Regions from separate parts of the Sus scrofa genome. Here region 2 is linked to region 1. A link is a contact called in public Hi-C data. All regions are on one chromosome and are shown on one strand. The core of a region is the stretch at or near the end of the contact, and the rest is flanking DNA. Distances in the headings are between cores, read along the strand shown. Region 1 holds the start of GABBR1 (gamma-aminobutyric acid type B receptor subunit 1). Region 2 holds the start of ZNRD1 (zinc ribbon domain containing 1).

The links. A called contact is a pair of places that touch in the nucleus more often than the background predicts.
Region 2: a contact with region 1 is called in a Hi-C map of embryonic fibroblasts, with 3 times the contacts expected there. The contact joins the promoter of ZNRD1 here to the promoter of GABBR1 in region 1. A contact is called at or near these places in 5 of 47 Hi-C or Micro-C datasets (brain, embryonic fibroblasts, epiblast stem cells and 2 more) and 2 of 2 datasets of contacts at active chromatin or transcription factors (alveolar macrophages and skeletal muscle).

What each region holds. Positions count from the first base shown.
Region 1 is chr7:22,574,385-22,580,178 of Sscrofa11.1, forward strand. GABBR1 (gamma-aminobutyric acid type B receptor subunit 1) reads right to left here and starts at 2,729. Exons shown (of 14, transcript NM_001123114.1): 1 at 2,648-2,729; 2 at 1,757-1,960; 3 at 821-1,006. The coding sequence starts at 2,729.
Region 2 is chr7:22,623,988-22,629,781 of Sscrofa11.1, forward strand. It overlaps ZNRD1 (zinc ribbon domain containing 1), which reads left to right and starts at 2,884. Exons shown (of 5, transcript NM_001168701.1): 1 at 2,884-3,016; 2 at 3,130-3,285; 3 at 3,510-3,610; 4 at 3,948-4,057. The coding sequence starts at 3,150.

The DNA of each region.
Region 1 (5,794 bases), core at 1,479-3,978:
AATGGTAAACTACAAGCAGAATAATTAAGTTAGGTGAGGAAAGCCAGGGCCTCGCGAAAGAGTCTACAAAGGTAGGAGAAGCATGAGGTATGCCTGTATCCCAGGAAAGAAGGCAGCAGAGGGAGACTCTAGGTGCCCAGAAAGGGGGGAAGTTTGCAGAACTAGGTGGCAAAAGAGGGGGTGGTGGATATAAGGTGGATTTCCTTGGGGATGACGGAGGCTGCCTGGGAGGTATAGAAAAGGACTGTCCTCTTCCCATCCTATCCCTGGCTTGTCCTTAATGTTCTGACAATGCTGCCCCCACTGTCAAACCTTTTTAATTTTTACCCTGATAATTTCCCACCCCAGATATTCTTTTCAACCTTATTGATTTCTGTAGTATGACATACAATTTCTTTCTTAGTCTTTACCATAAGTCAGGTATACAATGAATGCAGAGGGATCGATTCCAGAAGGTGATGCATAGAAAGTTCTAAGTGTTGAGAAAGGAACTGAGGCTGAGAAAACTTGAGTATGTAAAACCTTAAGAAGGGTGGTGGACAGTGAGGTTCATAAAGGAAAGGAGAAAATGTGGGGGAAGATATTAAAAAGAGAAAAGTAAAGAAGCCCCCAACAGAGGTAAAGTGGTAACGGGGGACTGCAGGAGGAAGTTTGAGGCAGGGAGAATGGAGGAAAAGGTTGGGCCTTTTTTGGGCCTTTGCCTCCCCAAAGTCCCCCACTTTGTACAGCACCCTGCTTTTCCCCACCAGCCATTCCCACCCCACTCCCATCCTCTGACAAGCATCCTCATCAGCTGCATGCACGCAGCTGTTCCCCTCACCCTGGCAGTGGGGCTTGGGGGTGCTCCACTGGCCCTGACTACAGATGGTCCGGGAGCTGCCCACCAGATGGAAGTCGGGGTCACACCGGAAATCCACCCGGGCTCCGTCCAGAGCTGGGAGGTCCCCACCCGTCAGGAAAACCTTCCCATTTTCCAGGGTCAAGTAAGACTTGGAGCAGATTCGGACTGTGGAGACAGGAAAATAAAGAGAGAGGCTAGTTGGAGAAGATTCCTTCCCCTTAGAGAGCAAAGAGGGGATTCAGATTTGGGTTTGGGTCCACAGGAAATCAAGTGTAAAAAGGATTCACTTCTCTAGCTTCCTCTCTTCTCAAAACCCTGTAAGCATCCACCACACAATCAAAAAAAAAAAAAAAAAAAAGGAAAGCAAGCTAGCATTTCCATCATAGGAACCCAAGATGGAGCTATAAGCACATAAAATGGGATCTCTTCAAAGTCAGGTACAGTGGGTGGTTCTCTGGCTTTGAGATGTGTGGATGTATGTAACTTTAGATGCACAATCAGATTTGCCTTATTATAGTTGGCTTATAGTCATGTTAAAAACTGGGTGTTATTGGCGGCATAGGGTCTCTGCGTTGGAGACAGATATTAAAAAATGTGATGAAATCATTTTAGGATGTTTCTGCATAATCTGTCACTAATAATCCTCAAAGAGATCAATTCACAAGATGAATAGCCAAGTTATTTTCTCAAATAGTGGCCTACTGAAGGGAGGATGAAATGAAGTGTGCAGGCTGCTAACTTTACAGCCTTCAACGGCACACAGCAAAGTCCCTGTACATAGTGGTCTTTCAGCACATATACTGGTAAATTTCACTACACTGGATTTAAAGTGCTGACTTGCAGGCAATAAAGCTAAGTTTGAGGCAGGAAGAAGAACTGGCTTGAAGAGGGGAGGGGCTTTGCGAGGCTACTCACCACAGCGGCTGGGTGTGTCCATATCTGTCCAGGAGCCGTTGGCCAGGCACTTGCGGACCTTGGGCCCCACCACCTCGCGCTCCCCCCGGCACACATACTCAATCTCATAGTCCACGGGCAGGAAGTTGATCGCCTTCACCTGGTCCCGAGTCAGGCCCCTGTACCTGATGCCCCCTTCCCAGGGCGGGTGTATGATCTGGCAACCTGCGTCCAGGGGAAGGCGGAGAGAGAGGGAAGGTGGGGGAAAGGAAAAGGCGGAGTCAGCAGCCGGAGGCAGCGGGGGGCGCAGGGCGAGGTCAGTGGGCAGGTGGAGGACAGAGGGGATGGGATGGGGTGTTGGAGGGTGGGAGTGGGGGTGGGTACTGGAACCCTGGGCTAAAGGACAAAGCAAAATGAGCCAGGGCTAAGGCTCATCAGAGCGCCCACAAGTGGGAATAGAAGGGTGCTGGTTGGGATAATGGAGAAAAGTAATTAAGAAATCGTGAACAGATAGACTATGCGAGTGAACTTGTAAGACAGGCTAAAGGAGAATCTCAGCAGAATAAGGAGGAAAGGAGAGGGGGTCTTCTAATGCCACCTGGGCAGCAATGTGGAAGGAGGGAAAAGGCGGAACTGAGGTAGCAATGTGGGGCCAGGGAAGAGGGATGGGGTTGAGGAAATAACGTGGTGTCACAGAGAGGTGGCCTGGTAGAGTAATGGGGGGGCAGAGAAAAGGCGTGCTGGGTAATGACGGGGGGGTGATGGAAAGGAGGTCAGGAGTAGTAAAGTGGGGCCGAGCAGACGGGCTGGCCAGGCCGGGATGCCATGTAGGGCCGACCGGATAGCAGAGCGGATGCAAGGAAAGGGGGAGTGGGGTGGTGGGGTGCCCGAGGTCGCTGGAGAAGGGTGCACCTTCTGAGGTGGCGTTGGGGGTCTGCGCCCCGCCCGCGCCCGGGGGGCGGAGGAAGAGCGGCGCCAGCAGCAGCAGCAGCATCTGAGTGAGAGGCGGCCGTGAGGACGGGACCGAGCCCCGCCAGTGCCGGTCCGGACCCGGGAGGCGGCCCGGCCTCCCTCCGGGCCGCCTCCCGGGCTCCGACCCGGCTCAGCCGGGGGACTGGAGAGCGCCCCGCGGAGGAGGCGGGGGCGGAGCCCGGCGCGGGTGGGGGAGAGGAGGAGAGAGAGCCTGTCCCCACCCTCCTCCTGCCTCCCTCGGCCCCCCCACCCTCCCGGGACTCCACCTCTCACCACCTCCTCTCCCCCGGCCCCCGCGGCTCGCCCGAGCCCGGCTTCCCCACGCTCCCGGGCTCGGCCGCCTCGCCGCTCCCGGTTCCTTCCCCGCCGCTCCCCCGGCCTCCGGCTCTCGGCTCGGCCCTCCCGCGCGCCCCTCTCCGGCCCCGAGCCCCCCGGCCCTGGCTCTTACCTCGGCGCGCCGGCCCAGCTCCCCGGCTCTCCCGGGCCTCAAGGCCCCAGGCCCGGCCGCTCCTCCCCGCTCCCCCCCTCCTCTCTCCTCCACCTTTCCCCTCCTCCCGGCCCTCCTCCCCGCGAATCCGGGCTCCTGCCCGGCCAGGGTCTCCCCCTCCTCTCTCGCCTCCCCCAAACCCCACCCCCGTCTCTCCTTCCCCGGGGCGGCGGCGGCCGCGGGAGCGGGGAGCCGGGAGGGAAGGAGGCGGCGCCGGGGACCGGGAAGAGCTCCCGGGCGGAGGGAAGAAGGAGGGTGCAGGAGGAGACGGGGCGGGGGGAAGCGAGGGGGAGACCGGGGAGAGGGCACCTCCCACAACCCGAGCCCCGGGAGCCGCCCCGGATCGCAGCCCCGCCCTGGACCGCCCACAGCGCCGGGGGGCGGGCGGCGGAGGAGCGGGGCTCCGAGGCCTGAGAGAGGGACACCCGTGCACGAGCACACGCGCGGGGACCCGCGGGCTAGACGACTGGAAGCTGGGGTGGGGGCGAGGGAGCCCGAGCCAAAGGCCAAGGAGCTGACGCTGAGACGGGGAATCTGGGATGCAGGTGGAGAAAGACGGCTGCACAAAGAGGAAGGAGCCTGGTTCGGGGTGAGATGAGAGACTGAGGCCGAAGGCCGGATGAGAAGGAGATGAGGTGGGAGAGAAAGGAGAAGCCAGGGTCAGACAGGGGAGGGGGTGAAGGCCCGGAGCCACCTCAGCGCGACAGGAGTTGGATGGGGAAGAGACAGCTGGTGACCAGAGAGCTCTGCTACTCGCCTGCTTGGGGGAGGGAACGAGGAGAGAGGATTGGAAGCAAAAGACGAGAAGAGGAGCATCAAGGAGAGAAATTAAAGTAGGAGGGGAGGAGAAGAAAGAAAGAAAGCAATGAGCAAAAAGAGCCTCCAAGTGGGCAGGAGCCAGCATTATCTTCTCTACTCCAGCAGGGCCTAGCAATCAATATTTCTTGACTAAGGGAGAACTGGAAGCTCTCAAGACAGTCGGGGAAGTGCAGGCCTTTTGACGGTTCCGGAGGCTCCTGGCTATTGTCTGGTGGTGGAAGGTGTGTGCCTGTGTCTGTGTGTAGTGTGTGTGTGTCACGGCGTGCACGCGCGTGTGTATATTGTTCATGGGAGTGAGTCTGGGCTACCAGAGGAGAGAGAGGGCTCCTTCTGGGGAACGAGGCAGGGAAAAGCTTCTGGTGGGGAAAAAAGCCAAATACCATGAGGCTGATTAGAACTGATTCAAACATTTATTTTCTTTGGCCTTGCCCGGGTCACGTGGAAGTTCCTGGGCCAGGGATGGAACCCAAGCCACAGCAGCAACCCAAGCCCCGAAGCCACTGCAGTGACAACACCAGATCTTAACCTGCTGCCCCACAAGAGAACGCCTCCACCTTCAAGCATCTTGTAATGACTCCTTTACTGTGCTGAACTGAAATTCCCAGGATATAACCTACCTACATACATAACTTAAAAAAAAAAAAAGTCAACATGCTTCTCTGTAACATTAAAAAAAAGTAATTTGTAGTAAAAGAGTGTTTAATGTGTGAGTGTTGGAGTCATAACGAAGTAGGCAGATGCTTGCACTTATCCACAGAATCACAGGGTTGGAACTGCTACAAATGCAGGCTGATACAGGTGCTGAGTCGGTGACTCAACTACCTCCAGCATGTTGCCATCAATGAAGTGACTTAACGAAATGTTGAACAAACCCTTGGTTGCAAAGTCAATCTTCCCTGAATTTACACGGAACTGTAATTGCATTCCTAGAAAGTTCATTGCATATAAGACTTTTTTTTTAACTGTATTAAACTCTCAGCTCAGATAATTAAACATAAGTTTTCACCTACATGAATGTCCTAGGGGACATTTGAGCATGTGGAGGAGGCACAGTTCCATGCTGCAGGCTAGGCTTTGAAGAATATCATTCCCCTGCCCTGCCCATAAGAGCCCATAGTGCCCCCCCCATCATGGCAATTTCAAAAAGAAAGCCCACAAATCTTCAAAATGTTCCCTGGGAAGAGGTTGAGAACCTTAGAGCTAGAAAATGGGGAGAAGAGAAGAAGGAGTGGGCAGAATTTCTAACTGCTCAAAATGATAGCAACCCTTCCTCTGAGTGACCTGCTGTTCTCTCAGCAGGGCAGAACCAAAACATATGGGGGTCAACTAAAATTAAATTATTGACAGCACAACAGCAACAACAAAACATCCTATGGATGAGAAATTTCCCAGACTGCTTTGGAAAGAAGAGCTTCCTGACTGTGCACTTCCTGTCTCTGGGCTGGTTCAGCTGCCTGGGCATCAGGATACTGTCTCTTGATGCTCTGTGGTCCTGGCAAGGCCTTTCCGTGTCTGAGGAAGCACTTTCCCAGGGGTCCACAACAAGCTCTCCAGGTCCTCATCCAGTCTTCCTTTCTGGAACCTTGTCTCTGGCTTCCCTGACTCCTTTACTGTGATGAATTGAGGGGGATAGAGGGACGGACTCCTCCCTGGAAAGGGGAATCTATGACTCTATAAAACTGAAAATTATCTTGGTGGCATTTATCATCACACTGCTGGTGCTAAATCAGAAAAGGAAACCACCGTGGGAGTTCCCTGGTGGCCTAGCAGTTAAGGATCCG
Region 2 (5,794 bases), core at 1,634-4,133, 50 kb after region 1:
CTTGCTCAGTGGGTTAAAGGATCTGGTGTTGCTATGAGCTGTGGTGTAGTCACAGATTTGGCTCGGATCTGGCATTACTATGGCTGTGGCATAGGCTGGCAGCTGTAACTCCAATTGGACCCATAGCCTGGGAACCACCATAGGCCATGGATGCAACCCTAAAAAGTAAAAAAAAAAAAAAAAAAAAAAAAGAACCTATAAATATCAGCATATACAGTCATCCCTCAGTATCTTTGAAACCCTCAATGTCCCTTGGTTCAAGGACACCCTCCTCCCCCCCAGATATCAAAATCCATGTGTTAGTGTCATATAAGATGACATAGTATTTTCAGATACCCTGAGCACATCCTCTTGTATACCTTAAATTATCTCTCCTTTACTTGTAATACCTACTACAATGGAAAAATTTTGTAAATAGTTGCAAATACAATGTAAGTAGTAAGTACAACATAAATACTATGCAAATAGTTGCCAGTGCAGGGCAAATTCAAGTTTTGAATTTTTTTTTTTAATCTTCTTAGATTTTTTTTTTTTTAATCTTCCACCCACAGTTGGTTGAATCTGTGGATGGGGAATCCTCATATACAGAGGGCCAACTGTAATCCTTTCATATAAACTAACAGCATACTTCTCCTGTGGATTCAAGGCGAACCATTCTGAATCTTGCACCAGGGATTGGGAGAAGGAAGAGACAGGCTTCTTGGTGAAGCAATGCCCAAGCCCATCTCTGACATATTGCTCAGTCCCATAGCTTCTGTTGTCTTCTGAGATAATTCTAGGCTTTGGTATTATCAGTTCATTCTCTTTGTGCAGTTTCTGGAGCCGGGCCCTCTCTGCCTCTATCACAACATACAGCATCTCTACCCTATAATCTTTCGTTCTGATATTCTGCTATTTGATGGTGAAATTCTGTTCTTATTTGATCAACCACCAGTCTGCTTGTCTGCTTTACTCTGCCAATCATCCTTTACCCTAAATCCATTATGAGGCCATTCCCTGTTGACCTCCTTGGGATGAAAATTTGTGGTTACTCTGGGTTTATTTATAGGACAGGCTGATGGCAACACAAGTGAGGACTATCAGGTTTTGTGTGTCATCTCTGGTCTACTGTGAGGTCGTAGCTAAGCCACTGAGGATGCCTGGCATTTCATCTCTACGCCTTTATTTATACAAGTTATGGTTTAGAGCATGGGCTTTGGAGCCTGACAGGCCTATGCTTGAATTTTAATTCCCAGGTGTGTGATTCAGGGCAAGTAACAATCTCTCTCTAAACAGTTTCCTCGTTGAAAAAATGTACCTCTTGGGGTTATAAAGAATAAGTGACAATTAGATTAAAGAGCCTGGCACAATGCTTAAAATACAGTAAGGTCTCAATAAATGGCAGTTGTCTATCCTCCATAGGTCAAGCTCCAGACTATTAAGTCTGCCCAGTCTACTCTATGTATCAGTGAGGTTTTGGGTTTTTGTTTTTTGGCACCCCGCAGCATATGGAGTTCCTGGGCCGAGAACAGATCTGAGCCACAGTTGCAACCTAAGCCCCAGCTGAGGCAAAGCTGGGTCCTTAATCCATGGTGCCAGGCCAGGGATTGAACATTTGTCCCAGTGTTCCCAAGACGCTGCCCATCCCATTTTGCCATAGAGTGGAACTCCTGTATCAGTGATTTTTGCCTTCCGATGAATACAAAGTAAAAAATAGAAGTAAAAAATATAACTTCTACAATTTATTTGAAAATCAGTCATGGGAGTTCCTGTTGTGGTGCAGCAGAAACAAATCCAACTAAGAACCATGAGGTTGCGGGTTTGATCCCTGGCCTCGATTAGTGGGTTAAGGATCTGGCCTTGCCCTGAGCTGTGGTGTAGGTCACAGACATGGCTCAGATCCTATGTTGCTGTGGCTGTGCCATAGGTGGGCAGCTGTAGCTCTGATTCAACCCCTAGCCTGGGAACCTTCATATCCTGTAAGTGCAGCCCTAAAAAGCAAAAAAAAGCAAAAACAAAAAACAAAACAAAACAAACAAACAAACAAACAAACAAAAGGAAAAACAAAAGAACAAAACGAAACATAGCTCAAGCAACAGCAAAGCCAGATCGTTAACCCACTGAGCGAGGCCAGAGATCGAACCCACAACCTCATCGTTTCTAGTCGGATTTGTTTCTGCTGTGCCACAACATGAACTCAAAATACAAAAAACATTTTGATGCTGAAATTTAAACATATAAAGAGTGGGAACTATGATTTTTAATCTACAAATACCATGATCTCTCTCTTTTTTCTTTTTAAGGCTGCACCTGTGGTATATGGAAGTTCCCAAGCTAGGGTCTGAATCAAAGCTGCAACTGTGATCTACACTATAGACAAGGCAACAGCCACCAAAGCACATGAGCCATACCGGGTCCTGCAGAGAGCCCTTGCTTGGGTCGCAAGGCCCAAAGAATGCTAGAATTACTCCCAGAATATTTCGCTTTGTTTTCTACCACTGTCCAACCGCCACAGTGAAGTGCAGATTCAGGAACCGCTGGAGTTTGCAGTTCTCCAGTCCAAATAAATAAATTAGTACTCTATAAGGTTGGTCCGACTTCTCAGGAGAAACGCTCCCCGCGACTGGGTCCTGGTAAAATTCGAGACCAATAAAATAAACATCCCAGGACTGAGTCCTGAAGGGAAAAAATAACCTGAGGCAGGCGCAGCTTCGTCACCTATTTTCGTATCCAACGTAACAGAACCAGGCTGAAGGGGGCGCCACAATCTTCCTTCAGAACCGCTCCTCTCCCTCTCCAGGCTCTCGGGATCACAGTTGCAATTAATTATGACGTCACAGCCAATCGAGAGCCGGGACGCGTGGACTCTCTAGCCCGCCACGCGCTCGCTGCTCGGTTGCCCGCGCGGAGCCGGCGCTCTAGCCCGTGAAGTTGACTTGCTCCTCTCGCCTGCCCCAGGAAAGACCCCCAGCGTAGTTGTACCCGACGCGGGATAGGGATTCCGGAAGTTTGGGCTCCTTAGTCACAGAGGCACAAGGTATGCGTAGGAAGAAATCTCGGGTTCTGCATGCTTACGTCCAGGGACAGAATAGGCATGACCTCTCTGGGGAAGGGGCTACTCTCTTAATAAACTCCTCATCCCCTTCCCAGCCCTCGACCACCCGTCTGTCATGGACCTCGCCCGCACATCCTCTAGCTTTCAGTCGGACTTGGATTTCTGTCCGGATTGCGGCTCGGTCCTGCCTCTGCCCGGGACTCAGGATGCGGTCATTTGTACTCGCTGTGGCTTCTCCATCAACGTGCGGGGTGAGGTGCTGCTACGCCGCGGCTGGGGCGGAGGAGGGCCCATGGGGATCTCAAGATCGATTGGATTAAAGACGGGGACCCGAAAGCGCAGGATCAGGCACTTATACTTTTGGTCGGCACGAAACCTGATGGGTAGAATATAGCTTCCTGGCCTAACAGAGAGGGATTAGTGTGGTGTCAGCCCCCTCCGCTGTCTCCACAACCAATTCTTACTGCCCGCGCAGACTTTGAGGGGAAGGTTGTGAAGACCTCAGTTGTGTTCCAGAAAGTGGGGACAGCCATGCCTATGTCGATGGAGGAAGGACCTGAGTTCCAGGGACCCGTGGTAAGTGAATCACGTCGAGGACTGGCCCTGTAAAGAGGGTGGGAACGAAACGGAGGGCTCAGATCTGGAGAGTTTTGTACACAACAGGGAAGAAGAGTCTTTAAAACAGTAGTGACTGGGGAGAGTTTTCTTGTGGTGCAGCCGGGTGTTAAGGATCTGGCCGGCATTGTCACTACAGCGGTTTAGGTCGCTTCTGTGGCACGGGTTCGATCCTCGGCCTGGAAACTTACACGTACTGCAGGTGCAGCAAAACAAAAACCAGCAGTATCTGAGGAGTGTGGTAGCTTGATGTCTGTGAGAAGTAGTGGGAATTATTAACCTACCAGTTGCTTCCCAGGTTGACAGGCGCTGTCCTCGTTGTGGTCATGAGGGAATGGCATACCACACCAGACAGATGCGCTCAGCCGATGAAGGGCAGACTGTCTTCTACACCTGTACCAACTGCAAGTGCGTATCCTTTCCCTCCATTCTGCCCCTTCTGGGTCTCTTTGCTGCCAAAATCCCGTGATTTAATTTAAATCCAGTGGTTTAATTTTTGTACTTTTTGGACTGGTCGCATCCTTCATTTCTGTACAGTTCAAGTAATAGGTTTGTGATCGTTTTCTTCCTTCCTTCCATCCTTTCTTTCTTTCTTCCTTCCTTTCTTTCTTTCTTTCTCTCTCTCTCTCTCTTTCTTTCTTTCTTCCTTCCTTCCTTCTTTCCTTCCTTCCTTCCCTCCCTCCTTCCTTCCTTCCTTCCTTCTTAGGGCTGCACCCCGTGGCATATGGAGATTCCCAGGCTAGGGGTCACATCCGAGCTGTAGCCTCTGGCCTCACCACAGCAACAGCAACGCCAGATCACAGCAACACCGGATCCCAGCTGCGTCCACAACTTACACCGCAGCTCACAACAATGCCAGAGCCTTAACCCACTGAGTGAGGCCAGGGATTGAACCACATGGTTCCTAGTCGGATTTGCTTGTGCTGCTGTGCCACGATGGGAAGTTCTGTGGTCTTTTTAAATTTTAAATAATTACTCTTTTCCTATCTTTTTATACCCAGTGAATTAAACCTTTTACAATAGTTAAAAGGAAATGAGTATTGGTTTGTGATCAGTGTGTTATGTTGGACTCCTCCACTGCCCTCAAGGTAGTTTTACTTTGGTGAGAGTCAGTCATGGATGATTTAAAAAACATGGGTTCTTTATTTTTATTTCTTTATTTTTTTTTGTCTTTTTGCCTTTTCTAGGGCCGCTTCCCGAGGCATATGGAGGTTCTCAGGCTAGGGTCTAATCAGAGCTGCAGCCGCTGGCCGACGCCACAGCCACAGCAATGTGGGATCCGAGCCAAGACTGCAACCTACACCACAGCTCACAGCAATGCCAGATCCTTAACCCACCGAGCAGCCAGGGATCGAACCCACAACCTCATGGTTTCTAGTCGGATTCGTTAACCACTGCACCACGACGAGAACTCCCAGAACATGGGTTCTTTAAAACATAGTTTTAAGAATTCCTCTTTGTCTTTGGTGTCCTTCAATTTCACTACAATCTATCAAGATGTGGCTTTCTTTTATTTATCCTGTTTGGGATGTGTTGGGCCTTCCAACAGTGAGGGTTGACCTTTTTTCCCCCATCAACCTTGGAAAATTATCAGCTGTTATCACACTGAATATTTCCCTCATATGCTCAGTTCTCATATTCTTAGAGTTCTAACTGATTAGCTCTTTATTAGGCCTTATCTTCTATCCTCCATTTCTCTCACCCTGTCTCCCATATTTTCCATCTCTTTTCTCTTTATGCTGTTTCTGGATAGATTTTTTAGTTCTGTTTGATTTTTTTGTGGCCATGCCGGCAACATGTGGATATTCCTGGGCCAGGGATCAAACCCTAGCCCCTGCAGTGACAGTGCTGGACTTTAACCCACTGCACCACAAGGGAAATCCTGATTATTTTTCAAATCATCTTAGTTATTTTTAATAATTCCCAATTCCTTAATCATATTTTAAGTGGTTCTTTTTATTCATAAAACATATTACATGTAAACATTAAACATGATATTTATGTTCTATGTCTGTTAATTCTCAAACCCACTGTTTTTGTGGGTCTGATGCTGCCATCTGTTATTTCTGCTGACTCCCTCATGGTGCTGCTTTTGTTTTGTGCTTTTTTTACTATAAGCTCAGATTTTTAAAAGTTTGAACTATG